Linked DNA regions of Mus musculus: region 2 is linked to region 1. A link is a contact called in public Hi-C data. All regions are on one chromosome and are shown on one strand. Each heading gives the region's core, a stretch centred on a gene start, on an enhancer-like site or on the middle of the called end of the contact. The rest is flanking DNA. Distances are from core to core; before and after follow the strand shown. Region 1 has its middle 16 kb from the start of Gm41512. Region 2 overlaps C2cd2 (C2 calcium-dependent domain containing 2).

Region 1 (5,458 bases), core at 806-3,305:
AGCACCTCTCCTCTCCTCCACACTCTCCCAGCATGGTGAATCTCCTCCTCCTTCTCTTTCTCCTTCTCCTTTTTCTCCTTCTCCTCCTCCCCATCCCAAGCCTGGGAATCCTAAAATCCCTCATCTCTCTGTTCTCTCCAGCTATTGGCTGCTGTCATCTTTATTTACCAATCAGAACCAACCAGGGACAGGTTCCCAGAAGCTATGTGCAGCCTGTCTTGTGCAAAGAGTATTTGGGGGGAACATAATTAGCATATATAGTGTAAGTAGCTACAAGTCAGAGCCCAAGGTAGAAAATGTGACCCTGAGAAACTCCAGTTATGCAGGCATAGGCCCCAACACTTGGCTGGGTCTTCCTTCAAGTTTGTGTCTGTTGCCATTCTGGTATAAATATACCAGCAGCCAGAACTAAAGTCTGGATTAAGGACCTCTTTTTAAAAGAAGAAAAATGATTAGGTTAAATTAAGATCCAAATGTCAATTCCCACCTAGAATATGGACAAGCACAAAAGGTAGTCAGAGTTTGGGAATTCAAGTTCTCCCTCTGTGCTGTGGATGGCAATCTGACCTCACCATTCGTCCTGTTTTAACTGTGACAAAATAGTGATGTCCTTGCCATACTCTATAGCTTCCAGAAGCTCTGAACACTTCCAGTTGCCAGGCCATTTGGGGAACTCAAAGCTTCTGTTCATTCGCTTGTAGATAGAAGCCTCTCTACCTCTGACAGGGAGTGCTACTATAGGCCTGTGTAGGTGTCAGCGGCTACATAAGAAGGCTTGGAGGCCTGGCTGGGCAGGCTGCACTTAGCACCTTCTTCTCAGTCTTTACTAGCTGCCCACTCCAGAGAACCAGTGACCAAAGACAGGGCTCCCTCCAGTCCCTCCTCCCATCCTGATCCAAAGCCTTCACTGGCAGCTCACCATGTCAGAGCAGTTTGAAAGGGCCCACTCTAGATGCCTTGGTTTTGTGTCAGTTGTAAGATGGCAGGATACTCATAGCTCTCTGCACTGGATGAAAGGCATCCAGTGAAAGGACAGATATCATTGGGTCACCTGAAGGCCCTGTCAAAACAACAGGGCTGAACCCAGGTTAGACTCTCAGGAATGCCAGCCTGGCTGGTGCAGCTGGCATGAGAAGCAGGCAGAGAGCCATGGAACGAAAGGCCACTCTACCCTGCTCTCAGGCCGCTCATCCTTTTGAGTACCCTTCTTCCCTTGGCCACCAATGTTACCCGTTCTGTTGCCTACCCTTCCATGCTCAGGTCTTGGGTAGGCTGCTGAGCAGAAAGAAGTACAGGCAATTCCATCTACAGTTCATACTGAAGCCTGGCCTTTATAAACATTTCATTGAACACCCTGCTACAAATGAGAATTTGGCAGAATCCCAAATCTCCTCATTACCCAGGATCTTATTTCTATGACCATCCATTCCTTCATCCATTTCCCCATCTATCCACCAGTCATTCATCATCCACGTATCAGCCATCTATCATCCACCATCCATATATCATCTCCCACCCATGTATCTTCCATGGATGGGTCAATCTTTTGCCTAACAAGCACTGCAGTGTTCATATCTAGAGTATGGGGTCTTTCCATGTGGCTCCAGATCACTACTGAAACAGAAAGACCCATGTGCCTCATGGAGTCCATGCACGTTGGTCTATGAACCACCTTCACCCTCTGCTCACAGCTTGCACTCCAGTAGCTTGTGTTTACCAGATGCTCAGCAGCAGAGCCTGGGAACACTCAGGAAGAGCCCTCAGTGACTCCTTGCCCCAGGCCCAGATGATCAACAGCCCTGTGCCAGTCTGCACAAGACTTCCCTGCAGCCACTGAAGATCAATAACACTACATTTTTCTCATTTCAATAAAGATACAAAGAGTGCTTCTAGAAAGGAAGCCAAAAAACAACACCCATAAGTTGGCCCTTCAGGGACATTCTTGGCTGCTTTGCTCTGGTTGTTTTTCACAAGGAGGGGGAGCAGGGCTGCTGGGTGGAGCTGCCTTAACAGTTTACCTATGACTCAGGTGCCAGGAATGCCAACCACCTACCTCTGTCCTCCAGCAGAACCCACAGCCCCTGACCTGGTGACAGAGAAGACTGTGGTTAAGTGCTTGCAGGGAAGAGAGATTTAGAAGAGCAGACTGGGAAGGGGTGGGTCCCATGGAATAGTGGAACCCACTCATCAAAGAGAGGGACAAGATGAGAAGTTGAGATCAGAGGAGCCAAGCTTCTTGAAGCCATGAGTACCTGTGCAAGAAAGGAAGAAAAGCCTACAGGTTTCTAGGAGGCTGTATCATGCCTCATGGACCCTGGGTCATTTCCCAAAGAGTAACCTTGGCCCCTACAATCCAAATTCGCCCTCAGATGGTCCTAGCTTTGATGCAACCAGTGGCTTAGGACAGACTTGGTGAAAGAGCTTGTCATAGCTGCAAACTCACAGTGTTTCATGGCAATCTGTGACTTACAAATTCTGATTCTCTCACTGGCCCTGGGAAAGCTCAGGCAAGGCAGGTATGTAACTCAGAAGGTCTGGCAATGTTCAGGCTGTAGAGAGATATGCTTCTTCTGACTAGTCCCTCCCCTGATCCAGAAGCCTGTAACTTTGGGCTCCTCCACTTCCCTGGATCTCATTTATTCATTATTAACTGGTGACAGTAATAACACACCTCCTCTTCCCTCTGAAGAATGTCAGGGAAGGCTTTGAGCTCCAGGGGAAAGGTGCCAAGTTGCTGCAAGCTGTTATTAGACATAATTGGGCTTGCAACGGGGGAAACTTCAAAGCGACTAGACTCAGTTTACTTTAGCCGCTTTCCTTATCCCCTTCTCTGTCTCCCTCCACCGTGTTGTTGCTTTGTCTTCCCACCCACCACATCATCATCCTTCTCCTGCCCCTCACATCTTCTTCCTATCATATTCAATCCTCCCAGATAACACCCTTCACTAGGCATTCTACCTCCACAGTGATAGACTGGCAAGAGTGTGAGCATTAAACCCAAGCCTCAGACCCCATAGGTGAGAATTGCACATTCAACCACCTATCATCCACCTGCTCACCCATCCATAACCTACTCCCCATTTCTCATCTGCCTATTCACCCTTCAATCCTTCCAGCATCCATGAATCTACCAACTATTCATCCATTTAATTAGTATCTACCCATGTATCTACCCACTCTACTCCATCTATTTACCTCTCTACCTTCCATTAAATCTCCATCCACCTACCCACTCATTCATCCATCTGCCAACCTATCCAGGGATGTCTCTGTCATGCCTCTGTAACAAAGCCTAGCTCTGCCATCATTTATAGCCAGGATACAGAAGGCAGGATATAAAACGGTAGGACAAATGTGAGCTGGTGTCCATGCTTGTCACAGAGATCCCTTGCCCTACCTTGTGGAACTCTATGAGCCCTTCTTCATCCTTCTTACCCTGGCCCATGCACTGTGCTCCTCTGTGGTGGCAAAGGTAGGAGGAAAGAGCAGGAAGAGGCACTAGAGCCTCTGTAGTGACATGACCCTCTGACCTCATGATTCCTAGGAGTTGTCTTCTAGGGAATCATGGTGCAAGCAGCCACATGCGGGCCCTGGGAAAGGAGCCCAAGGTGGGCAACTTCCTGAAAATGAACCCATTGGCTGGCTCCCAGGGCATTCCCTCCCACCATCTTCAACAGCATAGAACTCTGAAAAAGGATAGGTTCCCAGAGAGCAGTTTACACAGGGTGGTCCTGGAGCCATCAGCAACAGACTCGAAAGGGCCAGCTGACACATGTATGTTCCCATCAGGTGTTTTGAGTCTGCCTAAGGCTGGGCAAGAATCTATATGTAAGCTAATTTCCAGTGTTCTCCAGTACCAGCATCATGTGGGAGAACCTCAGCTCAAAAAAAAAAAAAAAAAAAAACAGCATTGGGTGAGCTTCCTCCTAGGATGTTCTCTACCCCTGAACCCAACAGTGGCATAGCATTGCTGTGGCTGAGACTTGTCTCACTAGGTACTCTTGCTAATATGAGGAGACATGAGGTTTCCCTTCTTATTATCATCCTGAACCAGGGAAAGACAGTTGAAACGTTGGAATGTCAAAAGGACAGCTTATGTGGACACCTCAGATTAGAGCCAGGCCAGCCCAAGCAAGGCTAAGTGAGTAGAGCCGTCTGTTCCTCACCTCCATTCTCACACACAGCCCTGCTCACTGCAAAGGGCATTTGTGGAATGTGAAATTTATTTTATGGGTCTTCTATGGTATGTTGGGCAGCCTGCCATGTGTTTGATTGGCTGTTGTCTGTGGTGCTAGAGATGTAACTAGAGCCTCCGGCATGCCAGTCGGGTACTCTGCCCTGAGCTCCAGCCCAGTCCTTCTCAGGTGACCTGCTTCCCCTCATCTCTCCTTGTCTCCTTTCCTCTTTCCCTTATATCCTTCCTTCATAAGACGTTTTTACCTAGTGTCTACAGTTTTCCACTCATCCTCCAGACACTTAGAGTATCTGTGAAACACACACTGTCTGAGCAGCAAGGGACCAGCACAGTAGAATGAGGGACTGCAGGGAGCAGCATCTGACACTAGATCAGAGAGAAAGTACATGTGACAGTCACCTGAAAACCTCACAGGGAAAACAGCCATTATACAAACTCCCTCATGAGCTGTGGGCTAGGCTGAGCTCAGTCAGGCAACTCCTCTATGGCTATCCTGATGTCCTTTGTGTGACATGTAGGTAACATGGTGACTTGGTATAGCCTGTTTCTCTCTGTAGTTCTCTCTTAGGGTTTTGCTTCCCACAGCAAAATCTCTAGAGCTCTATCTGTGACACTCTTAGAGCGAGCTGGCCCTGTGGGGTACCTCAGAGTTCTCAAGAGTACAAAAGGAGAGGTTGGCCATCTTTTAATACTTAAACCAATAAGCTGCACAGCATATTCTGCTAGGGAAAGTGAGTCTCAGAGACAGACAGACAAAAGAGATCTGGGCATGATGCTGGGGTGGAATTCACAAAGGACCGAAGGTATAGAAGGACACAGACTAGCTGTTATGGGGACAAGGAGAGGCTGCAGGCTACTGACGGACATTATCTTCATCCCAAATGGTGGTACAAGCCACCAGTTAATGACCTCCATGTTGACCTAGCACCTCACAATCAGAGGTGCTAGGTCAACGACAAGGGCACTTAGAGAGCAAGTCTCTGTGGGTCATGGTGTCACCATTGTGGATGTAACTGTGACTGAGGTAGTAAGTCTAAGGTAGGATCATGCTTATGGTAGCCTAGAAGATAAGGGCAGAAAAGAGTCTCTATACTGGAGTGACAGAGCAGGTGTGATGGCTGCTGCCTTCAGGCGAGTGGGGGGGGGCATTACTTTTTGTCCCCTGCCTCCTCTTAACTCCCCATAAAGAAAACAGAAGGGAGGCATTTCCACAAGCTGTGCTGGGTAAAAGCATGTTCCAGGCCCTGTAGCTAATGGGGAGTT
Region 2 (5,458 bases), core at 1,683-4,182, 190 kb after region 1:
GCCAAGCTCTCAAGCCCCAGAGCATCACCCAGCAGGCAGCTGCTACCTACCTGTATCAGCAAGACAAAGGATTTCTGTGGCCCCAGAGGTAACCAACTCTCTCATGGGAAGGAACCATACTGGGCTCTGCAGAGGGGACCTTCTGGATGAATGGGGAACTGGGAAACTATGCTGACAGAGGCCCACCTCCTGCTGCTGCCCTCACCTACCTTGGAGATCCCTGAAATTATGATGGTGCTTTTCTTCCGTGGGGACTTGAGTTTCAGCTTTGAGGACTCGCTGAGTTGCCGAATGGCGACTTCAGCCACAGGGTCTGAGCCATTCAGCACCAACAGTTCTGCCAGAAGGAAAGTAGCACCGAGTTCAGTAGCAAACCTCACAAGCGCCAAGCGATCGCCCATAGCACAGGGGCAGGAACAGTCTATAAGCAGTGGTTGGCAAGCATTTGGAAGGAGGGAGAAAATAAGGGGTTGAGGTTTTTTCAACTCATCTCCCCATAAAGTAGAAGCAGCTAGGAGCCACCTGTAAATGAACAGGCAAGGCCTGGTTCTGGTAAAACTTTAAGAGGGCTACGTAAAATGGCAAAGGTCAGCAGACAAAAAAAATTAATAAATTGTGGGCAGAGGAAACGGTACAGGAAGTAAAGGCACTATGGCCGGGCAGTGGTGGCACACGCCTTTAATCCCAGCACTCAGGAGGCAGAGGCAGACAGATTTCTGAGTTCGAGGCCAGCCTGGTCTACAAAGTGAATTCCAGGACAGCCAGGGCTACACAGAGAAACCCTGACTCGGGAGCGGTTGCGGGGTGGGGCGGGAAGAAAAGGCACTAAGTCTAATGATCTAACCTTAGTTTGATTCCTTGGACCCAGTGGGGGAAGGAGAGAACAGATTCCTGTGGGCTGTCCTCTGACCCTCACATTCATTCATTCATTCATTCATTCATTCATTCATTCATTCTTACTCTCTCTCTCATACACATATATACAGAAAGAGAGAGAGAGAGAGAGAGGGGAAGAGGAGAAGGAGGAAGAAGAGGAAGAGGAGGAGGAGGAGGAGGAGGAAGAGGAGGAGGAGGAGGAGGAGGAAGAGGAGGAGGAGGAGGAGGAGGAAGAGGAAGAGGAGGAGGAGGAGGAGGAGGAGGAGGAGGAGGAGGAGGAGGAGGAGGAGAAAAGAAAAGAAAGTTTTAAACATTGGGAAAATTTGGATCTCACAAAGGCACATAACTCCTCCTCCCTCCAAAAGTGGCTGACACAGAATATGAATCCAAGGAAGCCAATAAAGCTATTAAGAGCTGGCCCTTCCTGTGTCATAAAAGTATTAAGTACTGCTGACAGAGCCTGCGTGTTTTGTCATTTGCTCATCCCTAGCTCCATCAGGTGAGTTCTTTTTTCTTTCTTTAAAAAAAAAAATCTCCACTTGAAAAGATGCCAGGTCATCGGGTAGGTGGCTAGGTGGAGAGGGGTCTCTCCTCCAGAGAGCTTGTACTTATAGCTTATATTATTCTGCTAAGGTAAAATGAAACATGACAAAAAGGGATCCAGGGTGTAACAATGATACAGCACTTGCATAGCATGCACAAGGCTCTGTGATTGATTCCCAGAACTGCAGAAGCAAATGAAGGAACCAGGACAATAAAGCTGTTTTAGGAGCAGGACATCAGCCATGGCCATAGGTCACAGGGTCTGGTTTCTACAGTTACACACTTGGCCCCAGAGCTGGGCTTAAAGGAGTGCTTGCTCAACCACTCCTTGCTTTTTAGGTGGGTACTGCAGATTAAGCTCAGGTCCTCACACTGACGTCTAGACAGGAAGATACCTGTTCAAGATTTTGATTATCTGAAAATAATCCAAAAATACAGAATTGGAACTGTCACAGCTTGAATGAGAAATGTCTCTGAGAGGCCAGTGTTTAGGGGCCTTCTGAGATGGTGGTGCTACTCTGGAGGCTGTAATACATTTAGGGATGGAACCTTGAACTTCCTCTCTGCTACCTGGTTACCCATGATATGAGCAGGCTCTGTCACAAACTCTGGCTACCATGCATTTACTCTTAAAAAAGTGAGTTAAAACAATCCTTTTCTCCCTTTTAATGTTTCTGCCAGATCCCTTTGTCATAGCGATACAGAATATACAAAATTACTAATCCAGAAAAATTGGTACAAAAGTGGGTTGTTGCTTCTGTGAAACCTATGTGGTTTGGGCCTTTGGAACTGACTTGTGGAAGGAATGGTGGAAAAATTTGGATATGTGAACTAGAAAAACCCCTGAAGAAGCCCTGGAGGCTCACAAAATGACACAGGCTATTGCCATTGCTCTTGTGGCTCACCGAAACTAGAAGGTAAGACCTACTGTTGAAGACACAACACACTTTCAGTTAGAACATAGAGAAAGCTGGAACTGACCTGAAAACTTCCTCCCTGCTAGAAGGTGCTATGCAGGCAGCTGGGGGAGAAAAAGAATCAGTGGGCTTACACAGCAGAAACTCTGCATTCTTCTGTACTGACCTGACAGGCAAGATGTATGACTAGTGCAATAGCGGCATGACTACTACGGGGTAACCTTCTGCCTTTTGGATTTGAAGTCAGCTGCACAGGAAGGAATTGACTCCTGATCCTATAAACTTGGTCAAAAGCCCAAGCTTGGGAGGAACTGTCTATTGTTGCTTTGCTAAATGGATAGAGGTCAGAAATATTTGTTCTCATTCAAATTAGTGTCAACCTCAACTTTTGTCAGAGAAGCCTCCTTTGGCAGTGGTCAATGCAGAGACTCATAAAAGAAAATTTTCTGAGAATAAACCACCTCCCCAAGGCTCAGGGAATACTCTGGAAGCAGAGGAGGAAAAAGCTAGAGGCCAGGAAAGAGGGCTGTACACTGCTGTGCCCTGGATATGAAACAGCCTTGGTACGCAGGAAGCACAGCAGGAGTGATTACTTGCACAAGATCAAGCCAGGCAACATTCCACATGCATGAGCGGGTTCATCGCTCTGTTCATAGCGGAAGGGCTACTGGGAGTTGATGGCTGCTCGGGGCAGGAAGGATTGTAGTCACTGGTGGGTTAACCATGCTCTGGTGGATGGCCCCTCATACATGTAGGGACTCAGTTTATTAAAAAAACAAAACAAAACAGAATGAGACATGAGGTGGGAGGGTTTGTGTTGGGGGAGGTCTGAGAAGATGGGGACTGGGGAGTTGTGATCACGGATATGATCAAAATACATTGAATCAAAACATAAAAATATTTTTGAATAGGAAGAAAGGTTCTAGAATACTGTAATTAGACCTTAGACTTATTCCTGTGGTTGTATGGAAGACCTGAGTGCTGAGAGAAACAGTGAGTTTGGAATGGGAACAAGGACTCCACTGGGAACAGGATTAGAAACTATCTGTGTTACATTTTGGCACAGAATTTGCCTATAGTTTACCTATGTTCTAGGACTATAAAGAGGCAGAATTTATAGTGCAGCATTCAGGCCATGGCATGGTTACTACTGGCTGCTTTAGCCAGTCTTACAGTGGGGTGTAAGAATAGAAATTAGAGCAGAAAGACATGAAAAATGAAGTGCTTGGTTAGGAAAGAAGAGTATCTCAAACTGCCAAAGCAAGTGGCAGGTGTGGCCATGGTTATTTAAGCACCATTAGGAAGAAGTCAAATAGTATGTACAAGGATGTAGGAAGGATGCTCTCAGGATATTTCAGGAATTGGTGAGACCCCTGATGCCTCCAGCATATAAAACTATGTATTCATTCGAAAGATACTTGAATGAGGCTTCATAGAGAAATGTGTCACAGGTTCACTCATCTAGGCACTTAGAAGTCACTGTGGTCATGATACTAGGAAGGCCTAGCTACCTATCAAGTGATCAGTGAAACGTAGGGTTGTCCACTCAGTGCTAGGTTTTCAAGCATGCAGTAAACAGGTGTTATGGGATCATACAGGGTTGCACCTAAATTAAGGAAAGTGTGTAGGGCCAAGTACTATTCATTTCAGGTTTCCTGTGGGGAGCATCTCATTGGGCAGAATCTCTGAGGATGAAGCCTAAGCTGCAGTAGAGACCCCAGGATGTTGTCAATGCCAGGACCATAAGACATGTCCCAAGGAAAGCTGTAGGTAATAAGTGGAGTTAGCCCAAGAGACAGGCCACATGGGCTGCAAATGGCAAATGTGCAGGAGTGGAATTGTCTGTGTCTATTGGTACTCCAATCATTTCCACCACATGCATTAAATGCCAAACACAGGACTACAGCATTCAGTGCCCTGATATGGTTCAGTTTCCCTCTAGTCTAAAATTTCCTCCCATCCCCCCATTTCTCCATTCTGAATGGGCACGATTACTCTGTACCCTTGCAGTCTGGAAATATCTAACTCTCCTTTTGGTTTTACAGGGGCTCACAACTAAGTGACATCCCTGAATCTCAAAAACAAAACTCTACACTCAGATCCTTGAACAGTGTTGGAACTATTAAGTTTATGGGGACTCTTAAAGTTAAACTAATTGTATTTTGCATTATAAGATGACTGTGAACCTTTGGAGCCAGCCAGGATGCAATACCATGGCTTAGATATCAAATGTCTCCCATAGGCTCATGTTATGAATACTTGTTCCCCAGCCAATGACACTATTTTGGGAGGCTGTGGAACCTTTAGAAGGTGGGGCCTAGCTGGCAGACGTCTGACACTAGGGACAGGCTTTGAAGGGGATAGCCCTGGGTTTAGAATCTCTTTATGTCCTGGTCTAATATGATCCTGACTCCTTATGTATTTACACAGTCATGCCTCTCCCCAACCCCATGAGGGACTAAAACTGGAGCCAAAATAAGCTTTCCCACCATGAAGCTGTTTCTGTCAACTGATTGATTGCAGCTATGTAAAAATAACTTTAAAAAGGTACCCAGAGAGCTCAGAAAATGACTCTTAAATGCTTGTGTGGACAGTGTGGAGAAAGCACAGTGTCCAGGCCACGCTGTCCCCAGTGTCGCTCACCCAATGGCTCTGACGTCATCCACATGCCAAACGATAAAATAGCTTTCATAAAGTTACCAAGGGGCCCAGCTATGTCCCCAGTCTCCCTTTACCTGACATTCCCAGCTTTTTCATTTTCTATTTGCTACCAAACCAAAGACGCCCCAAGCAGGTAGGGGAGAAGGAAACCCTCACTCCTAAAGCTCAGAAGTACACAGATATCTTACCCGTGTCTGAAGAGGAGAATGTCTTGCTGACGGGGGCGCTGTGGCAAGAAATGGCCTGGACAGAGATGTCCTTCTCAATGACCTTCACTGTGACGGGTGTCCTCACAGGGGACTCTGCAAGAACAAGACTCCATCAGCAAGGGCATGCAAATTTTCAACAGAAGATTCTAGAAATCTATGGGGGGAAGCCCCTAGTGCACCTTGAGGCCCTGCAGTTATTACTGGCTGTAGCTGGGCTTTTAGACTCACACATTTGGCTCTTCCACTGTGTTG

Evidence for each region. A called contact is a pair of places that touch in the nucleus more often than the background predicts.
Region 2: a contact with region 1 is called in a Hi-C map of trophoblast stem cells, with 1.5 times the contacts expected there. The contact joins two enhancer-like sites. A contact is called at or near these places in 8 of 484 Hi-C or Micro-C datasets (the G1E-ER4 cell line, differentiating embryonic stem cells, embryonic stem cells and 3 more) and 1 of 9 other capture datasets (liver).

Annotation. Positions count from the first base shown.
Region 1 is chr16:97,684,071-97,689,528 of GRCm38.p6, forward strand. No RefSeq gene overlaps it. Among named protein-coding and RNA genes, the nearest start is that of Gm41512, 16 kb to the left of the region's middle. Within about 2 kb of position 2,056, at least 33 of the 459 cell types and tissues checked have an H3K27ac peak or open chromatin away from gene starts, as enhancers often do. A contact at or near this core is called in trophoblast stem cells, where this site is marked.
Region 2 is chr16:97,869,944-97,875,401 of GRCm38.p6, forward strand. C2cd2 (C2 calcium-dependent domain containing 2) reads right to left here. Exons shown (of 14, transcript NM_174847.2): 11 at 5,186-5,299; 12 at 210-337. Among named protein-coding and RNA genes, the nearest start is that of Mir6964, 4.6 kb to the right of the region's middle. Within about 2 kb of position 2,933, at least 22 of the 459 cell types and tissues checked have an H3K27ac peak or open chromatin away from gene starts, as enhancers often do. A contact at or near this core is called in trophoblast stem cells, where this site is marked.